Linked DNA regions of Capra hircus: region 1 is linked to region 2. The links are chromatin contacts, called in public Hi-C maps. All regions are on one chromosome and are shown on one strand. The core of a region is the stretch at or near the end of the contact, and the rest is flanking DNA. Distances in the headings are between cores, read along the strand shown.

Region 1 (4,905 bases), core at 1,739-4,238, 66 kb before region 2:
TGGGCCACAGTGCATGGGGCTGCAAAGGGTCGGGCACAACTGAAGTGACTTGGCAGTGGTTGAGCGAATAAAGAATCTGCCTGCAATGCCGGACACACAGGAGATGCAGGTTTGATCCCTGGGTCGAGACGATCCCCTGGAGGAGGAAATGGCAACTTACTAGTATTCTTGCCTGAAAAATCCCATGGAAGAGGAGTCTAGTAGGCTACAGTCCAAAGGGTCACAGAAAATCGAACATGACTGAGCAACTAAACACGCCTCATAGGACCTTAGTATTGAGTAAAATCACATTTGGGGGGGTTCCCTGGTGGCTCCCTACGGTAAAGACTTTCTGCAATGCAGGAGACACAGGAGATGCTGATTCAGTCCCTGGGTCGGGAAGATCGCCTGGAGAAGGGAATGGCTATCTACTTCAGTATTCTTGCCTGAATAATTCCATGGACAGAGGAGCCCAGTGGGCTAGTCTATGGGGTCACAAAGAGTCACAGCTGAGCTTTGACACAGTTTGAAGGAAACAGAGTCATGATCATTTGTTTACAAATTGTGCAGGGCTGCTTTTATGCTGCAACAGCAGAGTCAAGGGTTGCAGCAGAGCTTGATAGCCTGCAAAATTGGAAATATTTATACTCTGGTTTTATTTTTTTAATACACCTTGCAGCATGTGGAATCTTTGTTCCTCAACTAGGGATCAAACCCACACCCCCTACACTGGAAGTGTGGAGTCTTAACCACTGGCCCATCAGGGAAGTCACATTTTTGGTACTTTAGAAAGAGGTTGCCCTCTCCTCTGCCTGAGCTAAAAAGGAGTCAGGATGTCATGAAAGAGTCAGGCAACCAAGAATCAAGGCAAGGGGAGGGAGGAAGAAATGAAAGAAGGGGTCTGGTCCTAGGGTAGATTAACTCTGCCCCCTCCCATCAAGGGCAAGGTCTTTGCCATGTGGCCTTTTATTCTAGGGAAACCAGGGACACACACATCCTTCTTTTTAGGAGTAACCTCAGCCTCTCACCCTGTTTCTTTTCCTCCTCACTCCAGGTTGTGTAGAGCTGTCTCTTAAGATTCAGGAAAGGCTCAGAGGAGTACAACACATAGGCATACATCCTAACTCCAACCTGGAACCTTCCTGAAATTGAACCCATTTCTTCAATACTGAGATTCTTTGCCAGGACATTCAAACACAGCTCTCTGGTGCTCACTGAAAAAGTGCTTTGGTCTCTCCAGTACGTAGCCATCTCTGCATCTCCCCTTCAGCTGACGTAGCTGATTGGTTCCCTAGGTTCTGACTGCTATGGCTCATGCATACCTTGTTTTGGACTAACTTGGTGTGTTACTCCCTCCAATCCTTTCTAGGGTCTGACTTCAGCCATGAAACACCCTCCTCTAGAGTTTTCCCCAGTCTCCAGGGTCAAGGAGCCTGAGGTCAGATTGAAGATCTGTACTGTCTAGTTTGGTTAACCCAAACTGTTTATCTCTCTTGTTGACAGACTTAGTCTTAGGTACTTTCCTGAGGCTTTCTACTTCCTGTAGAAGGTGCCTCCCACCCTTTATAGCTGACATCTCTTCATCACCTGCCTGTGACAAATAAGCCCCCCTCTGCTCTAACTTCCCCACCCCGCTGACTCCCAGAACCAGAGATGATGGATTTCAGGGATGCTGGTAGGAGAGAGGGTGGGAATGTGGGAACCCCCACCCCCACTCCACCTCCAAATTATAATCTCTAGCCTGATTCTCCATGCTTTAAGAAGAGGTTTTCCTGATTCAGTTTACTTTGGTGGGGGAGGGTGTTAAGTTCAAATGAAGTCTCTATTTGTAAAACAGGGGAGAAGGGAAAAGCAGAAAATGAAAGAGGATCTGGTTGGAATCTGGAAAGGGATTAACAGTTCCTTGCATTTTATTCTCACTCTCCTCCCTCTGCTCTCCAGGTCTGTCTAGATCCTGCCTCAAGGGCTCTTGAGAGAGGGTTTCTTAAGACCCTCTGAGACACTCATAGCATCACGTGGGTCAGCACCTGGGCCCTTGCTCTGGGCTTCACTCTTCGTTACCACAGAGGTTGAATTTGGACCACTGAAAAGTACGGGTCTCTTCAGACCCACCCCTGCAGCTGTGAGCACCTGCTTGCAGGGAGGCCCCCAGTTGGGGAAGTCTAGAAGCTAAATTTAGTCTGAAGGCTGAAGGGTAATTGGGTGGGTGATTACCCTGGGGAAGCTGGGAGGGGGGAGGGGGGAATTCTGAGCCAGCTGAACAGAGACCTCAGAAGTTCACTTGTAAGTCCCCAGATTAGAACCACAGTCATCTTCCCCCAGCACACTCAGAAATGAGAAGCCCCAACAATCTCCTGGCCTTCTGCACGCTTGATCTCTCTTTTGCTCATCAAGATTGTTCCTATCGCCACCCCACCCCCACCTCAACTCTCAGGGGTCTAGTTCCTCTGAGTCCTTCCCTAAATTCCCCCCAGAGCAGCAAGGCTAAGGGCCCCTGCACCACATCTCTGAACTTGGGTTACAGCTTCCTCTCTCCCAAGTCCCTCCACAGGGTTTCAGAGGTCAGCAAAGAGGTGTCTGGCCACAGTAATCCCCTGAAAGAGGCCGGGAAAAGGGGGTGCTTGAGGTCAGCTTCCGCTTCCTGAAAACTTTTCACAGTGACTCCCCTTCCCATTCTGACCTCAGTGACCAGAGGAAAGAATCCTTGGGGGCTGCACTGAATCCTAGCTTTAAAATGAAAGGGGAAAGGGGGTAACCCCCCAGATGAAAGCCCACATCCTGAGAAGTCAGAGGCTGAAGGCTGTGAGGGAGCTGGGGGCTATCAGGGAAGGGAGGTGTTGAAGCTGGGGGAGCCTCAAGAGGGGCTGTGGCTGCATTCCCCACCTGTGATTGGTTCTCAGGCTAAGGCCAAACTCCAAACCTGCCCAGCAACAGTCCTGAGAGGCCCTAAGAGGGAGGAGGAACTTCGGGGAAGTCAGCTGAACTGGGGCCACCGCCCAGCCTTCAGCTTCCAGGAATCACTGGGAGGGCCCCAGCTCTTCACCGCACCCTCCCTTGGTCTCAGGACTCCGCCTTCAGCCTTCAGTGTCTGCAGGGCTGGCTCAGGTCCTACTCCCCTGGTGCCCCCACATCTGTGATCCCCTCAGAGGTTCACCAAAGAGGAGCCGTCTGATGCCTGCAGAGACACTGAGACTGGGCCCCCTCAGTACCCTGTTCTGCATTTCCCACCCTGGAGGAGTCAGTTTCATTTTCCTTTCCCCCCATTTTCTTCTGCCTCCTTCCTGATACACTGTCCTCCTGAGATGGTACCTGTAGTCTTCCTTCTCAGCCCAAAGAAAGCCTGCTTCCCAAGGCAACAGAATGACATGAGGAAGCTGCCAGAATGGAGAAGTCCTGTCCCCTCGGGTAGCTCTGGGGTCCTTCCCAGGGTCTGGCTGTGTCTAGGAGTACATGCTCAAGACAGTAGTCACTGAGTTCAGCTGTTTCTGCAGGCCTTTACGATCTTACTTGGCCAGACTTGTGGGGGTGAAGGGATGGGGGAGGGGCCCTCCTGATGGGGAGAGAAGCTCGATTCTATTGCACTTCCCTCTTTCCTAGACATGGGGACCCCTCCCCCAGAAGTGTGGCTTCTACAAGTGGTGATCAGGACTCAGAATTGTAGGGGTGGGGTTGGGGAAAGGATTTGTGTTATGGAAAAGGCTGTCCACGCTCACACCACCTCCAACAAACTGTTTACCTTGAGAGTGGACATGGGCGTTGGGTTGGGAGAAGACCAGGATGAGACATCTCTGAAGAATGTGTCTTTGGCTGGACATCCAGTACTGCCTTGGCTCCACCCTCGACTCCACCCCCAAGTCCCCTAGAACCAGGCCAGGCTCCTCCTCCTCCAGCCCTTTCTGCTGGGGGCGGGGGTGCGGGGTTGGGGGGTTGGTGGGAATCATTTCCTTTCCTCCCACTCTATAAAAAGCAACAAACCAAGAGCTTAATAGGAAAATGGGTAATAGCAGAAAAGATGAGAGGGGCAGGAAGTCAGGGCCAAGGAAAGAGAACAGGAAAAAGGACCCCTGAAAAGGCAGCTGTCATTCAGCTCAGCCCCAGATGGAGAAAAAGTGCTACTAGATTCCAAGAGACTTTACAGAAGGACCCAGCCTACCGAGAAACCCACCATAGACCGAGTAGTTTCTGTTTTGGACCCAAGTGCCCAACTCTGTAGCTAAGCTGGGGGGAGTGGTGACCTCTAGTGGTGGATGACCAACCTGCAGGGCCTGCGATCCCCCAGGACCCTCTGCCTCTGACCAAGGCTGCATTCGGGTCTCAGGTGACTGGGGCTCCTTCATTAGGCATTCTGCGCCCAGACTCTCTCCATCTGGGCTCCAAGCTTTGTTCCCCTTCCCACCCTTCATTCTCATCTCACACAGCTTGCTTAGGTGGCCTGTACAGCTGGGTTCCCATGAGGACAATGAAGAGCCTGTTTCTCATTTGTCATAATCATCTTTAATAAAAATAAATTAGTTCTGGAGTAGGAACCACTTTAGGAGGTGGGGAGCAGAAGCAGGGGCTAGGATGTCTTATTCTAAACTTGCTCTTTTCCATCCTCTGCCCAGCTGGTCTCTGCTCTGGGAGACAGTCTCTCTTCCTGGAAGGCACTCGCTCACCCCCACCCCTCATTAGCTATGAGAGGGAGGGATAGAAACTAGGTAAAGGGAGGAGTCAGAGGACAGAAGGATGGTTTACATGATACATGGCCTGAACAGGAGAAATGAGGGTTAGGACACAAAATTGGGATTAATGTGGAGGCCAGACTCTAAGTAGCTCGGATTCCCAAAGAGCTGCAAACTTGCTTTCCTCTCATCCCAGAAAACTCTCTTGGAAACAGGCATCATCCCCTCCCGGGGGACTGTGTAACTTCTTTTTGAGAAGTGATAC
Region 2 (4,883 bases), core at 660-3,159:
TCCACCAACCAGTGTGGAGGGGTCGGCACAGCTGCCTGGAGGGAAAGATGTTAACAAGTTAACACAGGTTCCATCATTCCTTCCTGGGATTGGGACCGCGCGAAATTAGAACATTTAAGTGGCCGTGGTCCGAATCCTGGGCCTTTAAAAACACTGGGTGATACAGGGCCCTAGAGGCTAGGAGCTCTAGGCTCCCCAGGCTGCCAACACGAGGGAAAAAATGGCGCATCTAAGGGCTAGGGTAGTCCGGTTGGGGGCCGCTGGGAGGGAGCAGGCGGTGTCAAGCAGGGTTAAGAGCCTACACTTTGGGGGTTCCGCTGGGCTGGGTCCAATATGGCTCGGAACTTTTGGGTACCTCACGCACCGTGTGCAGCCCGCAGGCATGTAACCCTGGGAACCGAAGCCGCCGACACCGCTGATACAGCCCCATTTTCCCTCAGTCCTGTGCTACATACTCAAAAGATCGCCGCTTCTACTTCGCCAGATTCCTCATTGACGTCTGGCCCAACAATATCCATGCCTATTGGTTACTACAGCTGCCACTCCAATTTGGGACCACCTCCAGGAACTCCGAAGAGGAACACCCCACGCAGCACTAGCAGCGGTGTGGGTGGTTCCGCCTGACCGGAAGACCTAAACTGTTACACACGTGGGCAATTCCAGGGACCTGCAGTTTCAGATCAAAAGAGCAGTAAGATATCCTGCGGCTTCGAGGACAGGGGCAGGAAAATTTCCCAGAATGCAAGCGGAAGAGAAACAGATCGGAAAGGGTAGTCATTTCCTTTTAACCATGCTTTACAGTCTTCACTGGCAGGTAGGAAACAAATAAAAGCATATACTTTGAGATAAGACAGATCTAGTGTAAATCCTGGGGATTGTGTCATTTTGGGGAAATTAACTTCTAGAATTCCCTAGCGGTCCAGTGGTTAAGACTCTGCTCTTCCACTGCAGAAGCCACAGGGAACTGGTCAGGGAACTAAGAGCCCACAAGCCAGGCAATGCGACAAAACCAGACACTCCCAAACAAAATAAACTTCTGAACTTCAATTTTCTTATCTATAAAATGGGAATAATAATAGTTCTAATTCTGAATTAAGGTTAATTTTATATTGTCTAATATATTGCACAGTACATAGTAATGGGCAACACTAGTGACAAGCTATGAGAATAAATGAACATAACCACTTTGGGGCTAGAGCAAAGAATCTGCAGAAGGCATTCTTTGGCATCCCTTCATACTCATGGTGCTTAAAGAGAGCCCTTTAGAGACCCCTTAATCTTACAGATGAGGAATTTAAGGTCAGAAAAGGTAAGTGGTTTAATGCCAACTGATGCTGGATTCTGAATCCATGTTTTGTATTCTTCTACCACAACAGACTTTCTCTGGTAGTAAGAGTTTACTCCCAATACAATTCCTCCAACAGCTCAGAAAGAAGTGCCTAACCCTAGAACCTTAGCTCTCTGCTTCCAACCAAGGCTGCCTCTAATTCCCATCCTAGCTCTCCTTTAGCCCTCTCCCTGCTATATCCAGAACACAGGACTAGGTGTATTTGATTTGTTTTCTATAGTAAAAATTGAAACACAACCAGATTTGTAAAGTATGAGGGAAATGGATTTAGGGACAGATGTGAGGTTCTTAGTAATTCCCATTAGTCCCCTCACCTGGGGGTGGGGATGCTTGGTGTAGGTTCTCAAGTTTCCAATGGTGATGTTATCAAGCATTGTGGAGGAAGAGCTGTCATAGAAAGGTGTTTAATCTAAGTTTCCAGAGGTTCTGTCTGGGGAGGCAGCAGTTGATCTGAGTCACAGGCACCACTCCGAATCTTGGCTCCATCTTCTGGCACGTTAGACACCCTGAAATACAAAAAGAAATAGACAAGAGTGTGGAAGAGGAAGATTACTTGTATGTGTGTGAGTTTGGGAGAAGGTTGGGAGACTTTTTAAATGGCAATCAGGAAGTGTGACAGCAGGCAGAACTCTTCCTATGGCTCTGCGCCAAAAGGGACAGGGAAGTGTCACACTGCATGCAACAAAATGGCAGCTACTCCATACATAATCATAAATAATTAAGAATATACCGACCACTGTACCGACTTGAAACCCCATAGGACTTGTATACTGACACACACCTTCTTTAACCATTCTGCTTTGGGAGGATAGTAGAGGGATAGTGGGATAAGTAGATTAATTACAGTCACAGACAATAGCTGCCTGCACTCATCCCTCAAACATGTACTGACTACTTGCTATGTGCGATGCACTGAGCTGGGTGCTACGGGATGCCAATCAACTGCTACTTCATCACTTACGTGATCTGGTTTGCAGTGAAGGAAGGAATGTTGTTATTCCATTCCTGCCTGTGTCACAAGCAAGCCAGCAAGCAAGCAGGCAAGAGTAAGCTAGCGAAGGCCAACACATTAACCACTGGGTCTTCACAACTTCTGATCTGTGACTAGCACGTCTCAGCCTCAGAATTTTAGCCAATTAGCCTGCTGGGGAAATATCTGTTGCTAAAACTGCTCCTCCCTTCCACCAGAATATTACTCAACAACCACTATGTGCCAAGTGCCATGCTTCACTATCTCACTGAATTCCGAGAACCCCAAGTAGTAGTTCTTACAGTCCCTTCAAAATGTTGAAAATGACTCTCAAAGAAGTCAAGCCCCACTCCATCTGAATGCAGGACCAGTGTTATAACACGTTATGCTGTCTCACAGGGACCAGGATCATCACCATGCATCACGTTTGGTAGCTCATCTCTTTTTTTTCTCTCCAGGGAACAGAACTAGGAGCCTTTGGGCCCTAAGAGGCCTTTAATAGGGTGGAGAGAAAGTTAATAAAAAGCCAAGAAAACAGGCAAAGAGGCGTCTTACCAAATAACCTCTACTAGTCTAAGGTTAAGGAAAAAGCAGAGTTTAGGAAATAATGCCAGAAGGTTTCATAGAAGTCTAGGGAAAAGAACTCCTCAGAAAAGGGTACACTAGACCCTCAATCAATTTTGAGAAAACTCTCAGCTTTACTCCACTCTTAGAATAGACATCCTGTTAGTTACAGCTTTGGTTGAGCAGGTATTGTTTTTATCATCTTTAACTGTTTGTAAAAATTCTCTCCATGGAAAAGTACAGTACATTTCCCTCTTGTTATCAGGAGCAACACATACCTCCAAATTTTCATTCTTAGAAGCAAAATTTCCCTACACCAAAGCGGTAGAAGAGATATTGAGGGAAAAAGGATAAATATAAGAAGGTAAAATACAAGAAAGCTTTGTATCATTGCCACCAAATGGTTTTGAGGCCCAAGGAACTAGCAGAGTGGCTAAAGCTACAGTAGGTGCTGTGGGGAGGTTAGGTTAAAAAAATCTTCCCCCCCTTAGTAATAAAGATCTAGGATGGGGCCAAACTTTAACTTTGCTTTCAATATACTACAGAGATAGTCCAGCCAACTTCGCTGAGTAAATTGAGGGGGAGACATTCTAGCCAGAGCATGGGGATAAATTGAAAACAAAACCTTGGGCTCCCCTAAAAAGTCTCTAATAAGATTGTCCTTTCCTAAGACATTTCTTGAGTCGGTACGAGAGAAATACAGCCACCACGCCTTTCAAATGACCCTGGTTGGTCAGTTCAAGAAAACATGAAATCTCCTGAACACAGGAGCCAGTGTCAACTTAAGTTCGATGCTGAAATAAAGTAACAAAAACAAAGACTTAAGTACCTTGAAGGAAGGTCCTAGATATTACCTGTACAACTATATGGCCCACTACCCCAAATCCAAGATTCCAACTTAATACTTTACTAATTGCTACTGCCCTTGGCAACGATTGGCCACCTAGAAAACATGAGACCTTGAGTACTGCCTTATGTAGGTGCAAAGGATTTCTAGCCAGGGGAGGAGGAAACCCATCTCCTTTCTACACATTCCAACTGAAACACCCCAAGAAAAATGTAGGAAGTTTCAAGTCTTATCTCCTCCTTCCCACAAATTAGGTGACAAAGGACTTAATTCTCAAGAAAGGGATCCAGTGGGGAAGGGAAAGGAAGGAATGTTGGAATATCTAATTTGCTAAGAACCCCAGCAGATCCAGGGTGTGCTGGGTTAGTCAACACCGTTTTGAGTCAAACACAAAGAAACTGCAGCCTGTATTTGTTTCCTCTGTTGGCACTGCTCCATCCACATCTGTGTTCTCAACTTTTGACTCCTGCCACAGTGATAAAGGAAAAGGATAAGGTAACTGCAATTATCAGTTTCTAAATAGATCTCAGCCTTCTTATCCGGTTCCCCTCAAACTTGTAACTAAGTATTGTTTCTTCTGTCCTCCCCCACCCCCTAGTCAGTCAGAAATAATTTTACATGGCACTTGCTTCTTTCCTTTAAAGCACATGTGCTTCTTTCTACTTCTACATGGGGGTAGAGCAGGATGTTTACTTAAGAGCCATCTCATGGGTGTCCCTCTTGCAACCTGAATGAGTTATTACTCAGCAACTGTGAACAGCAGCTGACCGGACTTGCCTATACAGTTTACTCATAATCAAGTATGAGAAACACCTCCATACCCTAAAACATACTCTGCCTACATACATGAGGGGGCAACTCATTCCTTCTATACTATATTGGCCCAAATAAAACAATTTTATAGAAATTGTGTATTTTCAACATGCCCAGAAAGGCTAGTAAGTTCTAAAAGCTGTTACTTCCTTGGGATGGGGACAGGAATTAGTTGGCAAGTCAAGGCCCCAAGCGGGGACCAGGAAGTTAGGGTGAGCCAGATTCCAGAAGCAGCCAGTACAGTGTACACCCCTACCTGCTGGGTGTGTTCCTAGACTGTGCTATTTCTGAAGTGTCTGGTGACATGCGTGCAGTTTCACATATTCAAGGATGCTATTTAG

Evidence for each region. A called contact is a pair of places that touch in the nucleus more often than the background predicts.
Region 1: a Hi-C map of blood shows a contact between it and region 2, with 2.4 times the contacts expected there. The contact joins the enhancer-like site here to the promoter of TARS2 in region 2. A contact is called at or near these places in 2 of 5 Hi-C or Micro-C datasets (both in blood).

Annotation. Positions count from the first base shown.
Region 1 is chr3:100,026,989-100,031,893 of ARS1.2, reverse strand. ADAMTSL4 (ADAMTS-like protein 4) reads right to left here. Exons shown (of 18, transcript XM_018046040.1): 18 at 4,455-4,905. Among named protein-coding and RNA genes, the nearest start is that of MCL1, 13 kb to the left of the region's middle. Within about 2 kb of position 2,988, at least 5 of the 5 cell types and tissues checked have an H3K27ac peak or open chromatin away from gene starts, as enhancers often do.
Region 2 is chr3:99,960,363-99,965,245 of ARS1.2, reverse strand. It overlaps TARS2 (threonine--tRNA ligase, mitochondrial), which reads right to left and starts at 1,909. Exons shown (of 18, transcript XM_018046035.1): 1 at 1,663-1,909; 2 at 1-35. The coding sequence starts at 1,722.